Regions from separate parts of the Mus musculus genome. Here regions 2 and 3 are each linked to region 1. The links are chromatin contacts, called in public HiChIP or PLAC-seq and Micro-C maps. All regions are on one chromosome and are shown on one strand. Each heading gives the region's core, a stretch centred on a gene start, on an enhancer-like site or on the middle of the called end of the contact. The rest is flanking DNA. Distances are from core to core; before and after follow the strand shown.

What was found. Hi-C and Micro-C count contacts between places; a contact is called where the count stands out from the background. HiChIP or PLAC-seq counts read pairs in DNA pulled down with a chosen protein or histone mark.
Region 2: a contact with region 1 is called in a BATF HiChIP or PLAC-seq map of CD8 T cells, with 6 read pairs. The contact joins two enhancer-like sites. A contact is called at or near these places in 2 of 15 datasets of contacts at CTCF or cohesin (the NIH/3T3 cell line and large pre-B cells), 1 of 484 Hi-C or Micro-C datasets (bone marrow-derived macrophages) and 2 of 115 datasets of contacts at active chromatin or transcription factors (CD8 T cells and cardiomyocytes).
Region 3: a contact with region 1 is called in a Micro-C map of muscle stem cells, with 6 times the contacts expected there. The contact joins two enhancer-like sites. A contact is called at or near these places in 1 of 15 datasets of contacts at CTCF or cohesin (CD8 T cells), 4 of 484 Hi-C or Micro-C datasets (CD4 T cells, the N1E-115 cell line, muscle stem cells and 1 more) and 5 of 115 datasets of contacts at active chromatin or transcription factors (the HPC-7 cell line, fibro-adipogenic progenitors, large pre-B cells and 2 more).

What each region holds. Positions count from the first base shown.
Region 1 is chr3:109,465,678-109,469,753 of GRCm38.p6, forward strand. All of the region lies in intron 2 of Vav3 (vav 3 oncogene), which reads left to right. Among named protein-coding and RNA genes, the nearest start is that of Vav3, 130 kb to the left of the region's middle. Within about 2 kb of position 1,859, at least 35 of the 459 cell types and tissues checked have an H3K27ac peak or open chromatin away from gene starts, as enhancers often do. A contact at or near this core is called in CD8 T cells, bone marrow-derived macrophages and muscle stem cells, where this site is marked.
Region 2 is chr3:109,235,255-109,239,330 of GRCm38.p6, forward strand. No RefSeq gene overlaps it. Among named protein-coding and RNA genes, the nearest start is that of Vav3, 100 kb to the right of the region's middle. Within about 2 kb of position 1,852, at least 15 of the 459 cell types and tissues checked have an H3K27ac peak or open chromatin away from gene starts, as enhancers often do. A contact at or near this core is called in CD8 T cells and bone marrow-derived macrophages, where this site is marked.
Region 3 is chr3:109,305,330-109,309,405 of GRCm38.p6, forward strand. No RefSeq gene overlaps it. Among named protein-coding and RNA genes, the nearest start is that of Vav3, 33 kb to the right of the region's middle. Within about 2 kb of position 2,247, at least 43 of the 459 cell types and tissues checked have an H3K27ac peak or open chromatin away from gene starts, as enhancers often do. A contact at or near this core is called in muscle stem cells, where this site is marked.

The sequences.
Region 1 (4,076 bases), core at 609-3,108:
TCTATGGAATCATATAGAATCTATAGGCTTATAGTTGAGCTATAAAATGCATTACTCATTTAATTAACTCATATCATTTTTTTTCTTGTCCCTATTTTTGACACTGTGACTAAGAGTGTTGCATAGGTGGAATGTGCTGTCATTATAAACACAGGTAGAGATTATATGCTCAAATAGTTTAATTAAGAGAAATTTCTTTATTTCTTCCTTGACCAAGTTATCATTGAGTAGAGTGTTGTTCAGCTTCCATGTGCATGTGGGCTTTCTATTGTTTATGTTGTTATCAAAGACCAACCTTAGACTGTGGTAATCTGATAGGATGCATGTGATTATTTCAAGCAGTTCTGCTCCCATAAAATTTATTTAAACAAAACTTCATATAGATTTTGACTGTAGAGATCCAACATACCAGAGAAGATTATGACTTCTCTGATATGTTGGATCATATCATATTATCAGGAGAGACTGACGAAATCTTCTGTGAATATGTGTGAGTGTGTATATGTGAGAATGTGTATGTGTGTATTATGTGTGAGAGTGTATATGTGTGTGTGTCAGTGTGCTTGTATATGTGTATATACATGTGAGAGTGTGTGTGTGAGTGTATGTATAAGTGTGTGAGAGCATGTGTGTGTGTGTGTGTGTGTGTGTGTGTGTGTGTGTGTGTGTATTCCAGAGGTTAACCTCCTATGTCATTGTCTTTTGAGACAAGGTTTCTTACATGGACTGGAGCCTCATAGATTCAGCTAGGCTGGCTGACCAGCAAGTCTCAGGGGTTCACCTATCTTTGTATAGTTTTGGGATTATAGGCATATCCTCATATAACTTGTTTAAAAATGTTTCTTTTCCTTTATTTTTAGTTTCCTTTATTTTACAGTATGGGTATTTTGCCTGTATGTATGTCTCTGCACCATGTATGTGCTGTGTCCAAAGAGGCCAGAAGAGTGCATTGGATCCTCTGGAACTGGAGTTATAGATAGTTGTCAGCCACCATGTGGACATTGGAAATCAAACCTGAGTCCTCTGGAAGATCAGCCAGTGTTCTTAACTGCTGAGTCATCCATCTCTCCAGCCCTGATGGCAGGCTCTTTGCTTGCTGGGTATTGAACTCAGACCCTCATTCTTATGCAGCAAGTACTTGACTGACTGAACTATTTCCAAAGTCTAAAACCTTCTTTGTACAGCTTTTGCTATTAGGGAGTGTCAATTAGGAGGAAGCCTGAGAAGCCAGCTAATTAGCCACATGATTTTGGGAGTGTCCTTGGCTTACAGCCCTGTGTTATTATATACTTTTACTACCTGTATATAATCTCAAAACCATTATTCATATTATTTATATGTATATAAGTTTACATTGATTATCATATAAATATATATTTAAATCAATGACACATATATTGCTTTTATTGTTTTGTTGTTTTTGTGGTTAAATCCCAGAGATCCATACATATCATTTAAGTTCATATTTATACATTCCAGATAATACTACCATATAATAATTATAGTTTATTAGCTGTCTGCCTTTTCTTACCTCTTCACCTTTTCTTTGTTTAAAAACTTGGATCCATGTGTTTCTCAGGTAGCTACTGCAGAAAGCACTCTTGGCATTTCCTGTTAGAACATTCTGGGCACACTTCCACTGGACTGAAGGGGAGACTTTGGCCAGAGAGAGAGTGAAGCTGCATTCTAGAGAGATTCTCTTTGAGTAGGGCAGCGGCCTTTGGGTTTGACCTCAAATCTAGAAGACTGTCACTGGTTTAGACTGGTTTCTATCACATGGTACAGAGGAGTGTGTCCTCCTTCTTACCCCTGAACTCAGCCCAGGAGGAAACCAGATCGGAAGGGTTGGTCTAATTGAGAGTTCCCATGTGCCATTTAGTGATTATTGTGCCCTCTGGTGTTTTTCTGAATTTATTGCCTGTGTAAATCGGCATGCAGAGCTTTTGGGGATAGCCCATGGGGCACTGGTCTGCTGAGTCTTAGTTGCAAGATGAACTGGTGCGTGGAGAATGGACTGCTCCCCCTGGAAGACACTTGTTAACAGATAGACTCTTTTATTCTTTGTCATCTTCGTTTTCGACTCAGAACAGCTCCAGAGGTATCTGTGTTCCCAGCTCTTAGAGATATGGTCATGTCTGATTACCAGTGCCCTCTGATGGTCTGATGGCCACTCCAGAAGTTCTCTCCTTCCTTGTCTTCACATCTGCATTCTGATGGTCCTGTTTTGCTTTCTGGCCATTGCAGAGATCACTTAACTGGCCTCTCTGACCCCTCCTGTCTTCCTTCCACTTAGTCATTTCTAAACTCAGCTGTTTTCCTTTCTCTTTGCACTTTTGATGGCTCCCCATACTACAGAGGGAAAAGCTTTCCCTTCTTAACACAGCTTGGTAGACTTTCCTAATCTACCTGTAATCTGCTAATTCAGTGTTGTGTCTTATCTTTTCTTCCTTTTTGCCACATGGGCTTTGTTATGGCTGATAACCACTCTCTGTCCCCAGCGAGACATGCTATGCACCAGTCTGCACCATGCTTCTTCTATGTACCTGCCTTTGTGCTTTGGAACGCTTCTCTCTCTCTCTTTGGAAAACTTCATGACCCTTTATGCCCAATGCACACGTTACCATCCCTGAAAGGCTTCAGTGCTTTCTGCTGCAGTGGTTGGAGTTGTACCTCACTCCAGGATCCTTTTGGAGCTTCCCGTGACTCTGTCAGTCTTTATTCTCCCCATTGAGTAGTAAGCTTCTTAGAGGGAGGGACTGGAACCTTTCCTTGGAAGGATCCCATAGGACATCCTCAAAGCTCTTTTGCTTCTTAAAATTTGATGCTTGTCACAGGAGGAACATGCTTTGGAGACTAGGGTCTGGTAGCACTTCAGTCTTTGGACATGTAGGTGCTATACTAGAGTCATGAGGCTCAGGGTAGAGCCAGGACTGTGGCTTGAGTGATGGCAGCCAGCATCTGTGAGTCCTGAGTGACAGCCTGGTTGGCATAGGAAATAGTGATGTAGGTGGGTGGGGGCTGTCTTTGTACCTTTCCACTTCATTTTGCTCATTTGGGGCATTAGAGTGTTTGAATAGACATCCCTTTGGATGCTTTTAGCTGTCAAAAGTGTGTGTTATTGCCTCTGCCTTGCATTCTCTATACTTTACAAATTATCTACAAGAATATATTACTGTCAAAACTTGAGGTGCCAGGCTAAGGTTCCAATGACTCATAACAAGCAAAAGATCGAGCTAAAAGAAAAGCATTCAGCCCAAAGAAGCACCTACAGGCAGGCCCATCTGGCACCCAAATGACACTTATTAGTGACACACTTGACAGTGCCAGGGGCTTGGAAGAATCATGGTCAGCAAGAAGACTCTAAACAGGACTGGACCAGGCTGAGGTTATGTAAGGCTGCAAATGGCCTGTGTTTATCAGTGTTATCAATTAGGAAGCCAATGCATACTTGCTTGAGTATATTTGGCAATAGGCATATTTGACACTAGGTGAAGATTTTTGCACCAATGATTTCATTTGACTTCACAATTTCCCCAGGATCGGCTTAAATATCTCAAAATCATATGTTAGAAATGGGCTCAGATAAGCTAAGTAACTTACCCAGATCACTCAAGTATGAAATGTTGAAGTCATTCTTCTAGTGCCCAGTCACAAGATTCTAAAACCTGTGTTCTTTTTTTTTTTTTTTTTTTTTTTGTTGATATAACATTCTACTTCTATGTTAGGCAAAGAGATAAGGGTCTAAGAGGGCTACTGACAAGACCCGGAATTTGGAGATACTGTTTCCAGATTCCTAATAGCATAAAGAGATGGTAGATAGTGCAGAATTCTATTACAAATTTCCCATCTTCAAGCAAGTGTTTTGATGAGGGATTACAAGTTGTTCTTATCCATGTCTTGAGGAATCCAGATTTCTAGCTGTAAGTCAAAGAATGGGATCTGAGTCACTCCTTGAGTCACTGCCAGGGCCATGGTGCCTGGCAGGCAGGAACAGTGCGTGCAGGGGCCCCTGGAGCTTGTCTGGTCATGTGAGCTGCCAGGCACGCTGTCTTTGAGACAGGGCCCTGGACTTCAGC
Region 2 (4,076 bases), core at 602-3,101, 230 kb before region 1:
GGAATTTGAATAGAGTGCTTGAAGAAATCTATTGAGTAATCAACAAAGCGTTCAGTTGGACCTGTGGTTTATTCTTTATTGTGGTAGGAAAGACAATTTTATGAGCCAGAAACAATACCAAACACCAAGGGAATAGCAAAGATTAATGCTACCGTTAAAGACTTGAAGGATACACAGCCAGAATTTCTTTCTTTTTAAAAAATTTATCTTGTCCTTTTGCTCTGTGCAGGAGACAGATGGAGTTGGGATGACTTGGGTCATCATAAACTTCACAAGCTGGTGCTCTAATTGAATCTGTCATTGTTACTGGTTTCTCTTTGCTGTATTCAATCAACCCAGCCAGTCACACATGCTATCAGTCTGGAAAATAGATTTTTATCTTCCATGCTGAATAACAAAGCCCAGCAAAACAGTTTGATCTTACCTGACAGTGTCTCCAGTGTCTACCACACTGTCCTAGTTACTGGCGGTGCCCCACCCGATGGTGCTTCTGCTACCTGCTACTCTTAAGTTTGGTTCTTAAGGAAGAATGACCATGCCTCAGCTTTGGGAGGATTTCCTTTGTTCTTGTATCACCATCATCATCATCATCTTGTTTATTTATTATTATTTAGAGTGGTATAGGAAATCAGAGACAGAGTAGAATGAAAGGGAACTGAAAAACATATAAACAAGGAAGAAAGGGGGAAAGAGGTGGCAAAGACAAGAGGAGAAGGAGTCAGAGGAGGGGAGAATGGAGGAGGGAATTGATTTCCTGAAGGCAGAGAACACAGATGGTGATGGGAAAGAGTCTATCATGGGCCCAGGGGAATGCACTCCCAACCAGAAGGTTTTCAATGAGCAAGCACTATTTTGAAGCTATAATGTAGGACCCAAGTATTTACTTGGACTATATTTCTAGACACTTATTATTGTATTTTAGTGGGATCTAGGGAAGATATTGCCAAGTATGTGCTGGTCCACTTTCTTGAACTAGTTTTGAGCCCAAACATTAATTTGACTCAGTGGTAAAGTACGAGGCCCTGGGTTCCATGCTCTGTCTCTAGTTCAGAAAACAAAAGCCAGAACAACAAAACACCTCCAACCCAACCCAACCAACAAAACAAACACACACCAGGAAACCCAAAAACCTCTCCTCTGGCTCTTTCTTCCTTATAATCATGTGAACTCCCTCATCCCAAGCTCCATGTTTCATTTTTATGATGGAAACTCTGGAAGCAGAAGCAGAGTATCTGTTTTTGTCACCTGCTGAGATGACACTAACTTGTCCCATATAACAATGCATCCACCTTCTGAGAAGTAATCAAGATAACAGAAACACCACTGAGTTGAGCATTAGTTGCCCTTAGAATCTGTGGAGTAACTTTGAAAATTTTGATTTTCTGATATAATTTTTACAGAATTCAGAAAAACATGGGCCCTTTGTACTCTCCCAAGCCTTTACTTTTGGTATTGATTCTTGATTTTGTGCATCTCCCTCCCTCATCCCCTCTCTCCTCCCCTCCTTCCTTCTCTCCCTCCTTTCCTCCTTCCTCCCCTCCTTTCCTTCTTCACCAGGAGCTTTTAAGTCTAAGTAATGTAGGGCTTTTGTGAAGAATCACTGATGTCTTCAAATGTTTTTCCACATATCTTGTCATAAATAGGATACCCAGAATTTCATACTTTAAAAACCGCTGAAACCTTCAGTGATCTTCAGAATATCCAGCCATATTTAACTTTTCTCTGAAATAACTAAGTCCACACTTGTGTGACCAACACTTTACAGGTTTCTTTCTTCTGCAGCAGTCTCCAAGGGACACAGTCACTTCCTGTGACATCCGATCACCAACCACATTCTTGCTTTGCAGAATCAGACCCAGGACATATAACAGGTGGTTTCCTGTACCTCTGAAAGATGAAGTCACCAGCAGGATGGGGAAGAATGGGCCGGGCACTTTGTCTTTGGCAGAAGGAAGTGTGTAATGGCTGCTGATGTTAATGGAGTGATCCAACTCTACCGTGCGTTTTTGAGTGTCCATCAGGAAGATAGTGGCTGTCATCCAGTTCTGTGCTCCATGTTGGACACACATGATGCTGCCACTTTCTTTGCATTCTTAGCACCTTTAATCCAACTCAACATGTTTACTTTGTGCAGGTTCTTGGCACTATGCAACCACAGATAGAGCCTTACCAGTGTATTCTGGAATCTTGCCATTTCTCTGTCTCCCATCTTGAACTTGGTTGTGTGTTAATGAGACACATCCTTTCAGCCCTGGATCTTAAGTGTCATCTTTCTGAGAATCACCCTACATTCACTACACTCTGTCACAATTGCTTGGCCTGTAAACTTCAGTGTGCTTGAGAACCATTAAAATAGTAACCATTAGATTGAAAGGTGTATGCTTGTATTATTGAAGCAAATAATGCTAGTGGCTATAATCAGATATACCACCAAATCCCAGTTATTTAATACTATTTATTTATATTATAGTATAATATTATAGATATATACTATTATTTAACTAAGGAGAAGGTTAATTCTTGCCCCTACAAAGCCCATCAAAGGAGATTTTTTTTTTCTATTCAGCTTTTTCAATAGGAACAACACAGAGAGTGGAGAAGATCATGAAGGTTTGAATGGACCAGACATAGGCTGGACTATGTTATATTTGCCCTTATTCCATTGGCCAAAACTCAGTCACATGGTGCTATTATAGAGAAGGAGGCTGAAGTATAAAGTAGCTGTGGACCTACGGGAAAGAAGAGGGAGCATTGACAAGTAGCCAGCTCGTCTACTGATGCGATGACTTAGTTACAGAAAACACAAAACTTGTTCAGAGTTCTCTAGTGGCCTTTTGTATGTTCTCTCCATTCGTGACCTATGGTGAGTTTAAGACCATACCTTTCTGATAATATTTCTGCAGACACACTTGGTGAAGTTGTGAAGTACAGACAGAATACCAGAATACCTCAGAATACTGTATTGTGGCTGTCTGTGTCTCTTCATTGCCTCTGTCTTGCTGATCCTGTATCATACCGGAGCCAACAGCTGAGGTGGTGGCATTTGGCCTGGGATCTAAACTTTGAGTTCCACAAGGGCACAGTCTGCTTCCTCAGTCCCAATCCCAGAACAGGGAAGTGATATCTTCAGTGCTAGCTCCTTCAGACTCAGACTGTGGATGACTTCCTGGAGGCAGAGCAGGCCCTGCAAAGGCCCTGTGCACAGGCAGAGTCTTTGGTCATTAGAGTCCTTGCTGCCTCTCTGACTTGTTTGCATCCAGACCCACACCTAACTGTCATACCTTAGCATCTCATTGTTTGGTTGTTGGGGAAGGCTGACTTTTTTTTTTTTTAACGAATTTTTTTTTAATTAGGTATTTTCCTCGTTTACATTTTCAATGCTATCCCAAAGGTCCCCCATACCCACCCCATCAATCCCCTACCCACCCACTGCCCCTTTTTGGCCCTGGCGTTCCCCTGTACTGGGGCATATAAGAAAACATTTGGTTGGTTGATCTTCGTTACATGAATAACTATTCTAAACCTTAGTGACCGAGCAGCAGCGCTATTATATTCATCAGAATTCCACCTAGCGCTCAGATTTTGAAATTTGGCTTGGCTGAAATGGATGCAAGGCTCAAGGCACCAGTTCTTGCCAAGTTTTGGCCACCACTGTACTGAGAGGCAGCGTGAGACAAAGGACAACATAGATTCTTTCTGAATCAGGGTGTCCCTGAGGAAAACCACCAGGAAAAAGTAGAGTCATGGGAGGGGAAAGAAAAACGGGACAGGTATAGACATTCACATATGCATGCAGAGAGATGGAGGGGAACAACCCTTTAAAATGTCTTAACTGCAGCTCAGATTGTCTAGTACAAATTCCTCTTTCTTTACTTACCCACATCAGCATTTCCTCTCTTCGGGGGCAGAAGGATGGCAGAGCAGGGGAAAGGGAAGGGAAGAAGATTCTGGAACCTGGCCTGGGTAGGGAGTGTTGGCATGGAGGGGAACAGAGAGGAGAGACACCCAGTGTGGGTCAGAAGTCAGGTGTGAGACAGTTGTTAGGACAGAATCAGGTGCTGAGGCCAGTGAGCATG
Region 3 (4,076 bases), core at 997-3,496, 160 kb before region 1:
AGCAAATTTTAAAACTTAAAAACAATTTAGCTTTTCACCAAGAACTCTTGCAGATCCATCAGCACATTCCCCTTCATAAGCCGGATATTGTGACCATCACTGACTCTCTCTTCAATGATTTAGAATCTCACAATGCCAGGGAACTTGGATCAGCCATCTCTCTTACAGCAGCATAATGGAATAACTTAGGGATAAACCTAGTGAGTGAACTAGCTCACCTTTTGATGCAGCTCGAGGGTCAATCTATCATAAAGCCTACGCTTTGTCACTATTTGCTTATCTGACCTACATCAATAACATGACGGTGGCTGACAGGGTATAGAGATGGGAGAGGGGGAACTGAATTCAAGATTCTAATTACTTGGGTCCCCATCACTGTAAACTTCAGTTTGTTTGTTTGTTTTTAAATTTATGTATTGACAGCTGTTAGGGGTTTGGTAAGGGTCCTCATCAGGCAACTGTGTGAAAGGCTTGGTTGCCAATCCATGGTGCTATTGGGAGGAGACTGAGGGAGAGTCTTTAAGTGGAGCCTAGTGTGAGTTCTTCTGGTCACAGGGGGAATGCCCTTGAGGGAATACTGAGACCCTTGGCCCCCTTCCCTCTCTCTTTCTTTCCAGGAGGTGGTGGGTTTTGCGTATGCCCCTGTTTTACCACAGACCCCAAAGCAGTAGGCCAAATCAATGATAAAACCTCCAAAAGTGTGAGACAAACTCAAATTTTTTCCTGTTTTTAAAATAGAAATTTGGGCTGGAAAGATGGCTTGGTGGTTAAGAGCACTAACTGCTCTTACGATGGTCCTGAGTTCAAATCCCAGCAACCACATGGTGACTCACAACCATCTGTAATGAGATCTGATTCCCTTTTCTAGGGTGTCTGAAGACAGCTACAGTGTACTTACATATAATAAATAAATAAATAAATAAATAAATCTTTATTTAAAAAGGAAGTTTATTTATTTTTATTTTGTGTGTCTGAGCATTTTGCTTGCATGCTTCCATGTGCATCATGTGCCTGCCTAGGACAATGGAGAGTAGAAGAGGGTGTCAGCTTCCCCAGAACTGGCATTACAAATAGTTTTGATCTGTTGTATGGGTGCTGGGAACTCTGCAAGAACAGCAACTCCTCATAACCACTGAGTCATCTCTCCATCCCTCAAACCCTTTCTTTTAAAAAAAAAATTAATGACCTCAGGTAGTTTATCATAGTCATGGAATGCTGACTGTAACACACAGTGATTCTAAATGTAGATGCATTTGGAACAAAGTAAATGCAAGTGAACTTTGAGAACAAAAAGACCGAAGGTTTTAGAGTTGGAGAGGCCTGGCTTTGAAGCCACACTGTCTGTGAGACAGAGGGCTGGTTTTTTTCTCTGAACCCTGGTTTGCTTCTTACAAAATCGAGGTGATACATAGAGCTTAGAGTTGTGCGATTGAAATAAAATGCTCAGCTTGTATTAGTCATTCTGTCAATTTTTGTTTCCTACCTCTTGTCTTCTTAGACATATATATACAGTAGGTGACTCAAGGAGACTGCTAATTAGGGTAATAATGCTTTGTCCCGTTCTTTAAGGTTTTGAACTGAAGCAGTGTAGTAATGGGACGTGTTGGAGGTTTCACTGATATTACTCTCCTTGGTTATAAGTGATGAGTCTTCTTAGTGGAGAGAAGGAAATGAACAGAGTTGATTTTACCTGGTCCGTTTTAAGGTGTGTGTGTGTGTGTGCGTGTGTACATGTAGGTATGTATATGCATGTGTGTGAACATGGATATGGAAATTTGAGGTGAATGTCAGTTGTTTTCAATCACCACCTACTTTTTTTTTTTTTAATTTGATACAGAGTCTTGTACTGAACCCTGAGCTTGCTGTTTTGGCTAAGCTGGTTGGCCAGTAAGCCCCAGGGACCTGCCTATTTCCACCTCCCATAAGTATGTGGTCTTACATGGGTTCTGGGGGCTCGAACTCAGGTCCTCATATATGGCAAACACTTGACTGGCTGAGTCAACTTCCTCACCGTTTTTGGCATTGTGAGCTGTTATCAGACATTTCACAGTGGTTGAAATGATTGACCAGTGATGTCCCTGTATTTGTCATCCCATCTGACCCTCCCTGAATTATTTCTTGCAGGAAGTGTTAAGGGGCAGAATTCCAGCTTCAGGGAGAAAGGGGAGCCCTTGATAGGCTGCTCTATCCTGCATCAGCCACGTGGAATTCTCCTGCAGGGCAGAGAAGAGTCCAGTTACTATGACAATCAGAGCTGTTCTGCCAAGATTGCTAGCCAGGGTGCCCGCACAGCTAATTGCTATGCGCACATCCGTTCATTAGACTTTGACCCAGAATTACTAGTGTCTTTCACAAGGTAGGCAGTGAATCATTGTTTTTGGCTCCGGCTTTGTCTCTTTCAGCCGTGGTTTGGTTTGTATCAGAAGTACAAACTGTGCAGGCCATTACCTCTCTTAGTTACGAAGCTTCTTGGACTTTTACAAGAGGCTAAGATTTTTTACTAGAAAACACACATTAGTTATCCAAGAGCCCAGAGAAGCCGGTTGGGACTCAGAGCTGCTGATCAGCACCTCTGTGATATTATACAAATTGCTTCACCCCTCTGAGCCAGTTATCACAGCTGTGAAATGGGGTAATAAAATTTCCATCCACAGAGTTATGAGGCGACAGAAAAGAACGAGGCACTGAGAATCTCTGATACCTGTGTTTCCATCCGAAGTGTGAAGGCACGGTGGGATGGAGCAATACCTAAAGGCCTAGCACTCAGGTTTCTCTGGCTGGTGGCTAGCCACTGAGACCAGGGGCATCTCCCCACAAAGGTCGCACCCTTTGTGAGTCGGTATGTTGTCTGTCTTTCATACTTTACCATCTTTGAGTTAGGGAATATTAAAAAGCTGTGAAGAACCCCACGACCACCAAACAGCAATACAAATTTCAAACAATGTTGATTTTCTCCCACTAGCTCAATCAAAAAAGTTTACTTTTCTGCTCTATAATCGCTCTTTTGTACTACAGTCCTACTCCTAGAATTCTGGAGCGAGAACTACCAAGGTAGAATACTTTATATTGAGTAGTTTGAGATGGGATCCACTAGAAGTTAAATTCAAGTGTGTCTTTCACAAAGAGAAAATGGCGACGTTTAAAAGCAAACATTTATTGTGTGCTATACCTGTTATGTGTCAGACACCGTGGATCTAAAGACAGTAATATAAATTTGAAAATTTCTTTATTAGGAACAATGTCCTTCTAGCTCTATCATGTGATGGCTGCAAACAAGTGAGGGACATCTGATTCCAAGCCCCTACAACAGCTGGCCCTGTGATAGTAGCCTCTGAAAGCTTCCTGTTTGATAAGTACTCAGGCTGGATGTGAGACTCTTAGAAAACAGTCGCCTTGTTTTCTTATCTGTGCACCCAAGATGGGTTTTGTTCCCAAAAAGTTTTGTGTATAAAGCCACTGGAAAGGAACACCCAGGTTCCTTTCGGGACCTTTGCAGAGGGAGGCAGGATCTTAGCTAACTTCCCACCAGTCATCTTCAATTTGCCACGGCAGGGTAACTTCCAGCTTTGTTTCCAATGAGGCTTTTTGTTGATGTAAAAACAACTGGATGGGAGCATTCTAAAAAAGCACATTTAGGAATTTTTATGTTTTAAACAATGAAGTGCAGCTATCCAAACGAACTGTAATTTCTCCCTTAGGTTATATTCTGGCTTCAAATGAGACCAGTTAATTGCCGCTGTGTCTAATGTTGCCTTGGTTGATGTGGGAGACAACACTGTCTTGACTGTGACTCATTAGAAGCAACTGTCCAAGTGGAGGGTTCTCTGGTCCAGCACTGCTAGCTGTGGTAACTTTTGGCTTTAGTTTGTGAACATGGATTCTAGCCTTCTCTACACTCAAGCTTAGTCTCTTACCACAAACACCAAACTACCTAAGTAACAAACTCACTTCTTTGGCTGCATGAGAAAACAAATATTAATCCTCGTCCCACCCGTGCATCAGTGCTGCGGTTCTCGGCTTCTCACAAATGGACCATGCTGCGCTCCTAGGAGGGCTCTGAGCAAGCAGCGAAGTCT